Linked DNA regions of Mus musculus: region 1 is linked to region 2. Evidence: chromatin contacts called from public promoter capture Hi-C data. All regions are on one chromosome and are shown on one strand. The core of a region is the stretch at or near the end of the contact, and the rest is flanking DNA. Distances in the headings are between cores, read along the strand shown. Region 1 holds the start of Zdhhc18 (zinc finger, DHHC domain containing 18). Region 2 holds the start of Cd52 (CD52 antigen).

Region 1 (7,207 bases), core at 1,690-4,189, 460 kb after region 2:
ACATGGCTCTGTCTCCTGAATGCTGGGATTAAAGATGTGTAGCACCATGCCTGGGCCTAAGCTTCTCATGGCTAATGTTTCTTAAGATCTGGATCAAAAGCCTGTGCCTTCCAGCCTCAAGATCTGGATCACAGGTGTGGCCTCCATTTCTGGATTGCAGTTCATTTCAGAGGTTGTCAAGTTGACAACTGGGAATAGCTGTCACAATTCACCACCCCTTGTCTACTTGACACAAATCATATCTCATATCCAAATGAGAAAATAACCAGGTAATAATGCCTACATATAACTATCCCTTGTTCGACTGCAAAAGCATAAACAGTGGGGGCTGGAGAGATGGCTCAGCGGTTAAGAGCACTGACTACTCTTTCCAAGGTCCTGAGTTCAAATCCCAGCAACAACATGGTGGCTCACAACCATCTGTGATGAGATCTGATGCCCTCTCCTAGTGTGTCTGAAGACAGCTACAGTGTACTTACATATAACAATAAATAGTAAATAAATCTTTTTTTTAAAAAAGCATAAACAGTAAGTTTAGCTGGGTGGGGTCTTGTTCCCGCATCACCACTTCCTTGATCTGTTTATCTCCTTGAACTCAGGATTCAGCCTGACTTCACTTCCTCGAACCATAGGTTTTGTATTTTTCCTTTTTAAGCTTGCTCCTTTTCATCAAAACACTTATCATAAAGAGTGAACATGGGCTGGTGAGATGGCTCAGTGGGTAAGAGCACTGACTGTTCTTCTGAAGGTCCTCAGTTCAAATCCCAGCAACCACAGGGTGGCTCCCAACCATCCATAATGAGATCTGACGCCCTCTTCTGGTGTGTCTGAGGACAGTTACAGTATACTTATTTATAATAAATAAATAAATCTTTAAAAAAAAGACCTCTCTGCCACCATATTTATTTAAAAAAAAAAAGTGAACGTGGGGGCTGGAGAGATGGCTCAGAGGTTAAGAGCACTGACTGCTCTTCCAAAGGTCCTGAGTTCAAATCCCAGCAACCACATGGTGGCTCACAAACATCTGTAATGGGATCTGATGCCCTCTTCTGGTGTGTCTGAAGACAGCTACAGTGTCCTCATGAGTGAACTTAGTAACCACACAACAGAATTTATATCAGGCTGTTTTGAGATTTCCTTTGCTAATGCAATTAATCTAAATGTCTTCTTCACTTTAGCCTCAGGCGGATTCTTCAGACAAGGGAAAAAAGCAGCCACATTCTTCACCAAAATACCACAAAAACAGTCTCTAGGCCACGCATTAGCAGTCTTCTCCTCTGAAACCTCCTGAGCCAGGCTTCCAGAGTTCAAATACCATCAGCAACAAAGTCTCCCGTATCCCTACGAGGGTGGCCCATTAAACCCCACAGAAAGCACTCCACTGCTTTCCAAAGTCCTAAGATCCACATGTCTCCAAACAAAAGCATGGTCAGGCCTATCACAGCAATACCCCACTTCTAGTACCAACTTCTGTCTTAGGGTTTCCATTACTGTGAAGAAACACCATGACCAAGGTAATTCTTATAGAGGAAAACATTTAATTGTGCTCTCATTACCTGGGCCAAGCATATTCAAACCATCACAGTGGTTAAGAGTACTTGCCGAACAATCATGGGTGCCCCAGTTCAGACCCCAGCATCTACCTAACCATTTAGGTATCTTACAGTGAACTTCGGCTCTGAAGGATCTGAGACCTTCTTCAGGCCTCCATGCATACGTAGGCCTGCCCTCTCGGTCTCCCCACGTGCACGTTCAGTCACACAAACACAAATGATCTGTCTTAGGGCAGGTGGAGCAGCTCAGTGCTAGAGACAGGGGTTGCCCAGCTGGTGAGGTCCTGGGTGGGATACTCAAGTATCCCAAAAGCAAAACAATCCCTGTTCTTTTGTTTTGTTTTTCGAGACAGGGTTTCTCTGTGTAGCCCTGGCTGTTCTGGAACTCACTCTGTAGACCTGGCTGGCCTCGAACTTAGAAATTCGCCTGCCTCTGCCTCCCAAGTGCTGGGAGTAAAGGCGTGGGCCACCATAGCCAGCTAGCAATCCCTGTTTTCACAAATGGATGCTAAACTCTCCTTGTCAGGTTCAGGAAGTGCACAAGTCCTTCAGAGAAACCTCGCTGGTGAGCCACTGCAATGAGCTCTAGTAACTTTGGGTGGAGTTTCAGCAAAACTCCCAGGCCTCCAGTCACATCACGAGAAATAAGTTCCACCATCAACTTGAATGGTTTGCAAGGAGGCTGGACCCCATTTGCTCCAGATAAGACTGCCTGATTTAGCCCTATGAGCTTTGGGGGTGATGCATGTAAAAGAATTTGCTAAAATATTTCTGGACTTCCGACCTGAGTCCTAGAAAATATAGTGTGCGCGTGTGTGTGTGTGTTTTCAGCTGAAACAGGGACTCACTTGTAGCCCAGCTCGTTGCAAATTCACCTTGGACCTTGGCCTGAAGGTCCTTGAACCCTACTTGTCTCAGTCACCAGGAGTTAGCCCACCCCAGTTCCTGGTTGGTTAGGTCTGTTGTGAAAACACCCACCTGAAAAAAGTTTGGGGCCCTTAGGCATGATCTCCATTTGGGGATTATCTAGAACCCAGGGTTGAACCTAGGACAGCAGGGAGGGAAAGACTAAAGGATATTTCACTCACACCCCTTTAGACACTCGGAACTTTCAAAGCACCCTTACCAGCTTGCCCTCAGAGGTGGGCGAGCCTGGAGTGCCTGAGCTGTCCCCTGAATCTCTGACTCCTAAGGCAGGGTCTGAGAGCACCGGCAGCTGAGGGAGCCCTGGAGGCCGCATCTGCAGAGCCCGGGCTGGGCGCAGGAGGCGCTGCGGAGCGAGCCGGGGGCGGGGCGGCAGCGGAGAGGCCAACCCGAGCGAGCCTGCCTGCCCGCCCGCCAGCGCCGCGCGCGCCGCCGCCACCTCCGCTGCTCGGCCCGGTCCCGGAGCGGCCGGGCGCGGAGCCGAGGCCCGCGGCCGGCCGCATGAAGGACTGCGAGTACCAGCAGATAAGCCCCGGGGCCGCCCCGCCGCCCGCCTCCCCCGGGGCGCGTCGCCCCGGCCCCGCCGCGCCCCCTGCTCCAAGCCCCGGGCCCGCGCCTGGCGCGCCGCGCTGGAGCGGCAGCGGCAGCGGCAGCGGGAGCCTGGGCCGCCGGCCCCGGCGTAAGTGGGAGGTGTTCCCGGGCCGCAACCGCTTCTACTGCGGAGGCCGGCTCATGCTGGCCGGCCACGGCGGCGTCTTCGCGCTCACGCTGCTGCTCATCCTCAGCACCACCATCCTCTTCTTCGTCTTCGAGTGAGTTCGCCCACCCCCACCCCGGCACTGCGTCCCCGGCCGCCGCTCCTTCCCCGCCCGCATCCGTGAGCCCTCGGGCCTCCGCCCGCCGCCCCGGAACCCCGGAACCCCTTCTCGCCACCCGGACCTTGGGTGCCCCGCCCGGGTCACCAGCTTTTGCCGGGTCCCTCAGGTCCACCTGCGGTCACTCACTGGCTGGTTCTTGCCTATCCCAGGCTCTTTCTGACCCTTCTAGGCGTCTTTCATTCCTGTCCTCAGACAAGTAAGTTTTTGTGTCCTTTGGCTGTGGACACCCTACCATGAATTTTTCTAGGCGTCCTCTCAAGTCCCTCCAAGGTTCTACAGGGTCCTGGCTCCCACACCCGCTTTCCCTCAGTCATGGTCACCCTAGGCCCGGAGGCAGTCCTCCCTAAAGCATCTCTGGGCCTCTCAGACAGGCCCTTCTCTCTCCAGCACTTTCCTTAGTTTCTCCAAAGCTTCTTCCCGACGCTCTCTTAGCTCCCTAGTCCTCTAGGTGTCTCCCACCCTGCCCTGTCTCTTTCCCCTCCGGACACTCTGCATCCCTCGGTGGCGGTCCACCACCGGGACAGCGGGCGGCATCAAGATCCTTTTCAGGAAAGAGACCTGAGTGCTTTCACACGGCCTGTCTTATTTGCCCCTATGGGCTTCTGACCTTTTCCCAGTGACCTAGGGTTGGCCTACACTGTAGCTCCGTTTTAGGACTGAAGGATGGAGGAGTGGCTGCTTATAGTTTTCTCGGGCCACTCATGCATCCAAAGTTTCCACCCACCCTCAGCCTCTAGCTGGAGTCACTTGCCCTGTGACTCCTTGAGGGCACATACACCCCCACTTGAACGCACCCGGGGTGAGTCCCACCTTTCCCTCCTACTTCTTCCTATTGGTTTCTTTTATTATTCATTATGGTTAAGAACTCCATCTCTGGCTCCAGTCCCAGCTCCACCTCCCACTAATTGTGTGGCCTGCAGGCAGTCATTTTACGTTTCCAAACCTCAGTGCCCTCACCTGTAGAATGGGGACTTTAATAGTACCCACCCCCGACAGGGTTCTATTGAGATTGGTCATGCTTGCAAGCCTTTAGCTTTTTTTTTTCCAGATATATTCATTATTTATTTATTTATTCTTTTTCGTCCAAGCTTCTAGCACTTGATGTTGGCAGCTATTACTTCCCCGGGGTTGGGGGAGGGGGGCACGCATGTCATGATGAGGCTGTCTGAAAGACCAGTTCTCAGATCACTTTCCAGGACCTGGATTATGTCTCTGTAACTACAAGGTGAAGACATCCTTCCTTTCCATCCTCCCCCAAAATGCTCTGCCCTTCCACTGGATCAGGACAGGAAAAAGAAAAAAAAAAGTTCAGGGTGGTTTACACAGAGGAGCACTGGGATCCCAGCCTGAACCTCGGGCCAAGTTTCGTTTTCACCTCGCTATGACTATGGCTTCTTGGGTGCTGTGGAAATGTTTTTTCCAGAGCCCTGAGGCCATTCTCTGTGGTGCTCACACCCAGGGTTATGGCCCAGGCAGGAGGAAGGCGTGCTGGCTGCTCTATACTGCTTTTGGACTTGGGTATCTTCCTAGTGGTACTGCGCTGCCCGGAGCCAGGAAGGAAGGATTCCTGCGCTTAGCGAGAACAGGCCAATCACCTTGACTTTTCTCTCCTCTTGTTACTTGGGTGGCAGCTTTGGGGACAGGGTTTGGTGACATCCTATAGTCCTGCTGGGTGTTTTGGGGTTGCTCGGTGGACACACCTTTAGTGAGGACAGGGTTGGCAAGAAGTGCTCACTCCTCATTGCTCTGGGAAGGTACTTGGCTCTTGGGGGAGGACCTTTCCTACTGCGAATCGTTTTGCTTCCCTGTTGGCTGGGAAGTTGCATCACACCCTACCAGGCGTCCCAGCTTCTACCACACTTCCCATTCCACACAGCAGACATAACCCCTGGACATCAGACTTCTGGCTCCCGGTTCTCCCTCTCAGTTAGAGCCCCGGCTCTGATGTTGGCTTCCTGTGGCCTCGGCACCCTCTCGTCCTCCTGCCCAGTCGTCTTCTGCCCAGTTGTCCTCTCAAGTGCACTGGCCTGCTGGCTTGCTCCTGCCTCAGGGCCTCTGGAGCACCCTCATGGTCCACTTATTTTGATCTCTCCCTGCCTGCCTGTACTATACGTATACACTTGATTGGCCATTTCGTGCCTGTGTTTTCTTCAAGAACATAGGAAATCTGCACAGTGCTGTGCATTTAGTGCCTAGAGCCAGTTTAAGGGATACCTATGGTCAGTGCTCAACACTGCAAGTGCACGGATCACTCGCTGGGAGTGTGGAGATGCCAGCTTGTAATTGGCACCCTGACTGGGTGACCTTGAATCTAGCAGAGGAAATCAGAGCCTAGATCTTGCTGTTGGTGTTGCCCGAGGGCTCTACAAGTCCCAGGCTTTATTCCCCAGGCGCCTGCTTGTGTGAGAACTAGGTGAGCTGTCCAGCATAACACTAGGACCTGGCTGGTTCTGTTGGGGGGTTGGCCATGAAGAAATGTGTTGGGCAGAGGGTAGCCCACTAGGAGCCCTTGGCTTTGGCAGGCTCTGGTCCTGAGGAAAGGCCTCCGCAGGCTTCAGAAGCAGTGTGCAGATGGCCTGGTTTCACTCCCTGCCTCTGTGGACCCCTGGAAGGATGGCTGGCTCCTAGCCTCCTGATAGATGCATCTCCCAAGCTGCAGCCCCCACTCTGTCGAATCCCCTCCAGCTTTAGTGGGAAGGCAGGGGCTGGCTGCAGTTGGTGCCGTGAACATCACAGTGAACGCTCCTGACCTGCATTGCCCACATTGTTTAAACTTCTGGAATGTCTTCATCTGTGAAGTTTTTTTTGGAGCATAAATAAGGTCAGAGGGGGGGGGGCTGGTGAGATAGCTTAGTGGGTAAGAGCACCCGACTGCTCTTCCGAAGGTCCAGAGTTCAAATCCCAGCAACCACATGGTGGCTCACAACCATCCGTAACAAGATCTGACTCCCTCTTCTGGAGTGTCTGAAGACAGCTACAGTGTACTTACATATAATAAATAAATAAATAAATAAAAATTAAAAAAAAATAAGGTCAGAGGGTCACCGTGAAGATTCGAGAAATGCATGTAAAGTGCACAGCAGCGTATCTGGCACATAGTAGCTATCTGTATGTCAGGCATTTCGTTAATTAATTTTGAGACAGGATCTCACTCTGTAGTTCTAGCTGGCCTCAAACTCACAAAGATCCACCTGCCTGTGTTTCTGAGTGCTGGGATTAAAGGTGTGGGTCAGTGTGCCCGGCAGAATGAATGCTTTTAAGGTAGCGTTATTGTTTGTAGCCCAGACTGACCTCAAACTGCCAGGCTCTCAAGTACCACCATTGTAGGCATGCAGCATCATGTCTGGCTTATATGGCAGGTATTGATTTGATAGTCATTATTATCATTATTGTTAATGGTTCTTACTTGGAGCTGCTGGGGGTTGAGCTCGGTGCTTTGTGCGTGGTAGACAGCATTCTACCACTGAGCTGTATCCCCAGCCTGTAAGGGTTATTTATAGTGACTGATTGACGAGGGCAATATCTAGCCCAGAGCAAATCTTCAGAAGATAGCAGGAGATGACTTAGTGATAAAGCGCTTACCTACTGTGCACAAGGTTTGGTCTGTAATACTGAATAAAAGATGTGGTAGCTACTTCCTCTCCATGAGGGGAGCACGATTTGTTTGATAGCTATTTCCTGGGCAAGGGATGCTGTCTGCGTCCTCAGAGAAGCTCATTACTTAGCAGGGTAAAGGCAAGCAACATATTCGCAGACAAGCAGGGTTTGGTTTTGTTTTGTTTTGACAGGATCTTTCTCTATGGTCTTGGCCAACCTGGAATTCAGTGTATAGACCAAGTTGGCCGAGGACTC
Region 2 (6,719 bases), core at 3,098-5,597:
GAAAGCACTCAGATCCGTTTACCAGTAAAGCAAGGACATTGGAGCATTCGTTATACAGGACACCACCGTTCCAGGAGACTAAGTTTCCGTGAACTTTCCCCTCGGGACAGCTCCCAGGTTTTTGGGGCCTGTCATGCTTGTCACTACTGGAGTGGATGTAGCACCTGACACCAGTTGGTCCCATGTTCAATGCTCTACTGGGTTGGAGAGGTGACAAGTCCTAGGTCAGATCACACACACACAAAAAAGGTACAGTCTTTTATTGCTTTGTTTTGTTTGAGACAAGGTCTCATGTAGCTCAGTCTGGTCTCAGCCTCACTATGTAGCCAAGCATGATGACCTTGACCCTCTAATCCTCTCCAATGCTGGGATTACAGGGCTGCACCACCACACCTGGAATTACGTGTGGCCGGGCTGGAAAACCAAGCCTTTGGCCTTCTAGGGAAGCATTCTGCAGGGCTACACACCAGCTCAGGAAACAGTCATCTTCACAGCGGCCAAAGAAGCACTTGAAGTGTGAAGATCACAGCCATCTCGTAGGGAGTTTCACAGAGGAAGTGGAAAGTTTCTCCGGGGAAGGGCAGAGGTGTCAGAGAGCCGGAGGCAGCCAGGCAAGTGTGGGGGAGGGCCAGCTAGGAAGTGGTACGCACTGGGCAGTAGAGGATGTTACCAAATGAGGTCTGGCAATAAGGAAGAAGGCTGGCGGGGGAGGGGGGCTGACCATCAAGCTAAGGAAATTTGGTCTCAATTTGTGAGGAGAGGCATGGGGTGTGTGGACAGACTCCTGCTTTGTCAAGGCTAGGAAGTCAGACGTTAAAGTGTCCAGTGGAGCACAGCCATTGAGAAGTCTAGTCTGTAGTTCTAGTATTGCCTCTGCCTTGCCCTCGGTTTCCCCATCTGTCAAATGGGACTTTTCCTCTCAGTTTGGCAACCCGGCTTCTGTCTACACAGATGCTGTCAAAACAGAATGTAGCTGCTCAAAGGCCAAAAGAGGCAAAGGCTGGAAGCTCTACTTCTCTTCTTGGGTATGGGCAGACAGCAGACATCTCTTCATGGCCAGGTCCTTATAGATATTCCCAGCATCCTTGTGTCCCATCCCACTCATCCCCCACCGCACACCTCACACCTCAGGATCCGAAAAAGAAACTTTGAGGGGTTTGCAACCTAATCTTTCTTACCTGAAGAGTAGGGCAGTGGTGGAGCTCATGGTACCTACCCAGTGCTGGAAAATACATTAATACACTAAGCTTAAGGGGTTCGTGAGATGCCGGAGTGGGAGAAGAGCCTGCAGGCAAGCTGATTACCCAGTTCAGTCTTCGGGACCCACACTGATGAAGGAATGAACCAACTCCTGAAAGTTGTCCTCCAGTTTCCACACAAACAGTGGCATGTTTGTGCCCCACGCTGATACTTTATTTAAAAAAAAGGTTACATCCAGACTAGAGGGATGGCTCAGTGGTTAAGAGTCCTTGCTGCAGGGCTGGAGAGATGGCTCAGTGGTTAAGAGCGCCAACTGCTCTTCAGGAGGTCCTGAGTTCAAATCCCAGAACCCACATGGTGGCTCACAGCCATCTGTAATGAGATCTGAAGCTCCTCTGGTGGGTTTGAATACAGCTACAGTGTACTTACATATAGTAATAAATAAATGTTAAAAAAAAAAAAGCGCTTGCTGCTCCTCCAGAGGATCTGAGTTCGGATCCCAACACCCATTTCTGGATTTCTGGTGATTCACAACTCTATGTAGCTCCAATTCTCAAGAGAAGGAGGACACTTGTCCAGTTTTCAGCAGGGTTATCTTGGGCTTCAGCATGGGCCTCCTGTCTCCTGTGGCTTCCCTGGCTCCCAGGTTTCTCTCCCAGGCATAGTAGCTGAGACTGTAGGGTCTAAGGGCAAAACAGCCAAGAAGGTGGGTGATGGGAGGTGGTGATGTCACTTCCTCCACCCTCAATCCTCCCCCTTCTCCCGCTAGGTCAGACTCTCACTTCTCTTTCTCAGCTTTATCTTGGGAGCTCAAAGCCCCTGAGGCCCTCTCAGGTTTGTGACAAAAGTCCCGAACCATATAAGAGAAGCCAGGGAAGTCCCCTTTACCATCTGGCATGTAAATAAGACACCACATAGACTAAGCCAGGGGAATGGGTGAGGCAGGAGCTGGGCTGCAGAGCCAATGAAGAAGGAGAGGGAGTCAAGATTTAATCAAGGGCTGGAGACTACTTGCCTAACTTGTGTGAGGAACCACATTAAAACGGACTAAACAACAACAGCACAGACTGGGTTGGCTCATTCAAGAGCAGTCCCGGAAGTGGCTGTGACATCAGAGGGACCTGGACTCAAGTTCAAATGACTCGATAAGTCATGAACTTGGACCAAGTCACTTTTTTTCAATCAGCCAAGTGGAGATAATTACTGCCCAGTATCAAAACCACAGATTTGTTTTGTCTAAGTTAGGGCAGGGCACTGTCCAAACAGATTTGGGGACTCTCCCATCGCTCTGCCCACAGCAGAGATCAATAGCTGCCTTCTAATTCCTGAATGCTGGGCTGTGTTTACCTGTTTGTCTTCCCAAGAGCCCCCTCTCAGGCCTCTCTGAGTAGGATGACACTTCTTCACCCAAATTCCAAAACATCAAGTCTTAAGAGACTTCAGGAAGGACTGGAGAGATGGCTCAGCGGTTTAAGAGCGCTTGCTGCTTTTGCAAAGGAGCCGGGTTCGATTACCATCACCTATGAACAGCTGTGACTCCAGTTCTTAGCGCATCTGATATCCTCTCTGGCCTTCACAGGAGCCAGGCATATGCATGGTGTACACAGGTGAAACACTCATATGCACACACACACACACACATACATACACACACACACATACACACACACACACACACACACACACACACACACACACTTCTTTAAGGATTTTTTTTTTCCCAAAAATGATTCACTTAAAATAAAGAGCAGAGGAGCAGAGGAAATGGGGCCAGACCCAAAACTAATCAAATCTTGCTACCGGTTCCTGGATCTCAATGGTCCTGAGCCTCCATAGAACCAATGGTAGGATCCATCCACCATTTCCCACGACTTCTACATCCACTCCACTCTCTTAGCTCCCTTCTCTTGTCTGATCATTTGCTTGCCTGTGTGTTTTCAGACAGAGTCCCAGGTAGCCCAGGCTGGCCTCAAAGTCACCATTTAGATATAACTGCCCTTGATCGTCTCCTGGGCTCTACCCTGAGTTCTGGGATTACAGGGACTCAATCTTTAAAACAAAACACAATTGCCATTTATATAACAGTTGCTAGAGTTAGGCATTATCAATATACAGGGCTTTTTGGTTGTTTTGGCTTATTTTTGTTTTGAGCCAGAATATTTTTATTTATTTATTTATTTATTTATTTATTTATTTATTTATTTATTTATTTATTTATTTTTGAGACAGGGTTCTCTGTGTAGCCCTGACTGTCCTGGAACTGACTCTGTAGACCAGGTTGGCCTCGAACTCAGAAATCTGCCTGCCTCTGCCTCACAATTGCTGGGATTAAAGGCGTGCGCCACCACACCTAGCCTGAGCCAGAATCTTAACTATGTAGTTCAATCTTGGAACTTGGAACTCACTATGTAGCCCAGGCTAGCCTCAGACTCATAGAGACCCACCTGCTTCTGTCTCCTAAGAGCTGGCATGCTTTTTATTTTAATGATTTTTTTAATTGTATATGCATTGATATTTTGCCTGCATGGGTGTCTGTGTGAGAGTGTTGGACTCCCTGGAACTGGAGTTACAGTTGTGAGCTGCCATGTGGGTGCTGGGAATTGAACCTGGGTCCTCTGGAAGAGCAACCAGGGCTCTTAATCTCTGAGCCACCTCTCCTGCCCCTTGTTGGCTCTTTTTAAAGTAAGTGATTAGTCAGCAGTGTGATGTAGGGCTGCAATTCCAGAATTCAGAGGTTGAGGCAGGAGCAGCTTGAATGTAAACCCATCCAGAGTGACATAGACCATGTCTCAAAATACAAAGATAAAAAAATAAGGCTTATCACTGCAGCATACTTTTTTTTTTTTTTTTTTTTGAGGGGGATGTTAAAGACTTGTAAATTCAGCCTCAGGCCTGAGGTCTGAGTTGTCAAATCATGAAAACAAGATTCCTTCCCAGGACACAGGGCTCCAAGCCTGGAAACCATCCATCCATCCTGCCCCGTGTCTCCATGTTGCTCTGTATGCCCTGCCTGTGCTTCTTTTGAGAACTGACAACTCATCTACAGGAACCTCAAGGCTAGTTTCATCCACCCCCAGGTTTGAAAGAAGGAAGCTCCTTTCCCCGCCCCTAGGCCCTCCTTCCTCCCGCCTCCTCCCTTTCTCTTCTGCAGAAAAAGCAGCCAGGTTCAAAGTGGCCTGCAGACTGTCCTGAACTCATCTCTCAAAGCTGCTACAGAGCCCAGGAAGATTTCAGGATGAAGAGCTTCCTCCTCTTCCTCACTATCATTCTTCTGGTTGTGATTCAGGTAAGGACAGCTCCTCCTAGAGTCACTGCAGCTACCACCAGGTCTTAGCTTAATGGTTTGGTCCAGGTTCTGGGGAAGGAATGCAGGTTCTCGGTGGTGGTGGTGGGGACCCTTGCCTTCTACCACAGGGACAGAGATAGATGGTCGCCAACTGGAAACCAGGGATCTAGGAGGGCCTATATGGCTGGGTTTCTACTCCTCACAGGCGCTATCAGACTGGCCTCAGAGAGGGAAATCTCAGAAGGTGTCTGATGTGTGAAGCTACTCAGAGGGTTCTGGGTAATTCTGGATCAGGAGAGGAAGCCCTGATGAGGAGAGCCGCAGAAGTGGCCCTTTTGAGAGGGCTGGAGAGAGGTCTAATAGACTGCCATAGGTGACCGAGGGTCCCCTGCCCCTGCCATAGTGAATTGTGGGTGTGCAGGAATACAGAGACAGAAGTCTCCCATATACTCTGCAGATCAACTGCCACCCTGGGAGGCATCCTTTGTGGCACTATGTACGCAGAGAGGCCTGATTAGCACAGGGAATGGAGCCATCAAGTTCTTGATCAAGAACATCTAGACCATGCATCAAGGCAGTTTGATGGCCACCAAAACTAGTTTGATGACCATCAAGGGCAACTTCAGTTACTGCCCGATCAAGCATCAAGGACAGCTTGTCACCTGCCATCCCCACCCCACCCTCTGCCAGGGGCCTTACTCAGGCCCGTCACGTGTGATACTCTGGACCATGGTGGACTCTGATCACCAGGAGATGAGGAAACCGAGGCTCTGGGAGGGGAAGCCCACATTTGGGTTTCTGTTTCCCTCTTTGCTGGAGGATCTGGCAGCCTGAAAAGTGGTGGGAAGTTTCGAGGTGGAAGAATGACAAACATGGGGGCTGCCTTTCCCTTGCCTGTGATGAGGTGGGAAGCCAAACATCTCAACAGGGCTGATGGCAGTTTTATGGAAGCCTAGAGTTGAAGAAAGGGAACAAAGGGGCAGGAGCCCTCAACAGAAGGTTCAAATCCTACTGAGCAGCGCTTCTCTTGCAGATACAAACAGGATCCTTGGGACAAGCCACTACGGCCGCTTCTGGTACTAACAAAAACAGCACCTCCACCAAAAAAACCCCCTTAAAGAGTGGGGCCTCATCCATCATCGATGCGGGTGCCTGCAGTTTCCTCTTCTTTGCCAATACCTTAATGTGCCTCTTCTACCTCAGCTGAGGTGAAGGCGCAGCTTCTGAAGCCCCGTGCTCCACCCACTGCTGCCACCATCAGTAGCGAGAGACATCCCAACCCACGGGAAGGGTTGATAGCAGATATCCAAGGAGGCTAAAGTTGACAGCCAATGGCCGGAATGGGAGCGGGGCCGTGACACCCAGCTAGGGCACAATAAAGTTATACTTATGCTTAGATGGGGTCCCACGTGTGATCGATCACTGCACATCACTGGCCTCAGGAGTCATGTGTGCGGCAGTATTAGGAGTGAACCCAGTACTGCCCTTGACTCTCAAGCCCCACACACCCCAGGTTCAGGCAGGTGCCCAGCCCATGCCCTTGATGTCTTCATACTGATAGATTCTGGGAAATCACATATTGTTTGGCTGTTTCTCTCAAAACTCCCAACGGGAGTACTACAGACCCAGAAGCAGCCCGTGTCTGGGAAGGTTTGCGGAAGGATGGCTCCCAAGTCTCTGACCACATGCCTTCTATCACTGGGCAAGAGGATGAGGAGGCAAGGCTTGCTACCCACACCCTCAGCCAGGGAAGGCAGGAAGGACCAGCAGCCCCTCTAACCACCCTGCCCTCCTGGGCTTGGGGGTGGTCTTTGGAGGAGACAAGGAAGCTCAGACTGATTCCCAAGGGTCCTTGCCTCTGTGTCTTCCCAGGATCCCATGTCAACAGAGGATGGCAACATAACTGCAGCCCGAGGTCTCTGATATCCTGACCTGTCACACAGCTAGGGACCCAGCCCCTTCTCCTGGCTTTTCTGCCCAAGGCTAAACCTTCAGGCTTTGTGACCAGATTTAGAAGAAGCAGAAATGTAGACCCTCCTGTCTTTCTTGCCCTGCCCACTGTGGACTCACAGACCGAACCTTGAAAGTTCACCCTTGGATACATCTCTATCCCTGGAATAGTTTCTGCTGTTATTTCTTTCTGGCCTGGCCAACTCCTACAGTACCTCTTCCAAGTGGGACAGCCATCCACTTCTGTCCCCTGAACACCCATCTGAGTCCTGCACTGGGGTGG

Evidence for each region. Promoter capture Hi-C pulls out the DNA fragments that hold promoters and counts their contacts.
Region 1: a contact with region 2 is called in a promoter capture Hi-C map of macrophages, with 5 read pairs. The contact joins the promoter of Zdhhc18 here to the promoter of Cd52 in region 2. A contact is called at or near these places in 2 of 39 promoter capture datasets (cranial neural crest and macrophages), 4 of 115 datasets of contacts at active chromatin or transcription factors (bone marrow-derived macrophages, effector CD8 T cells, large pre-B cells and 1 more) and 1 of 9 other capture datasets (pancreatic islet).

Annotation. Positions count from the first base shown.
Region 1 is chr4:133,629,161-133,636,367 of GRCm38.p6, reverse strand. It overlaps Zdhhc18 (zinc finger, DHHC domain containing 18), which reads left to right and starts at 2,939. Exons shown (of 8, transcript NM_001017968.2): 1 at 2,939-3,289. The coding sequence starts at 2,979.
Region 2 is chr4:134,092,701-134,099,419 of GRCm38.p6, reverse strand. Cd52 (CD52 antigen) reads left to right here and starts at 4,347. Exons shown (of 2, transcript NM_013706.2): 1 at 4,347-4,486; 2 at 5,520-5,882. The coding sequence starts at 4,436. The coding sequence ends at 5,693.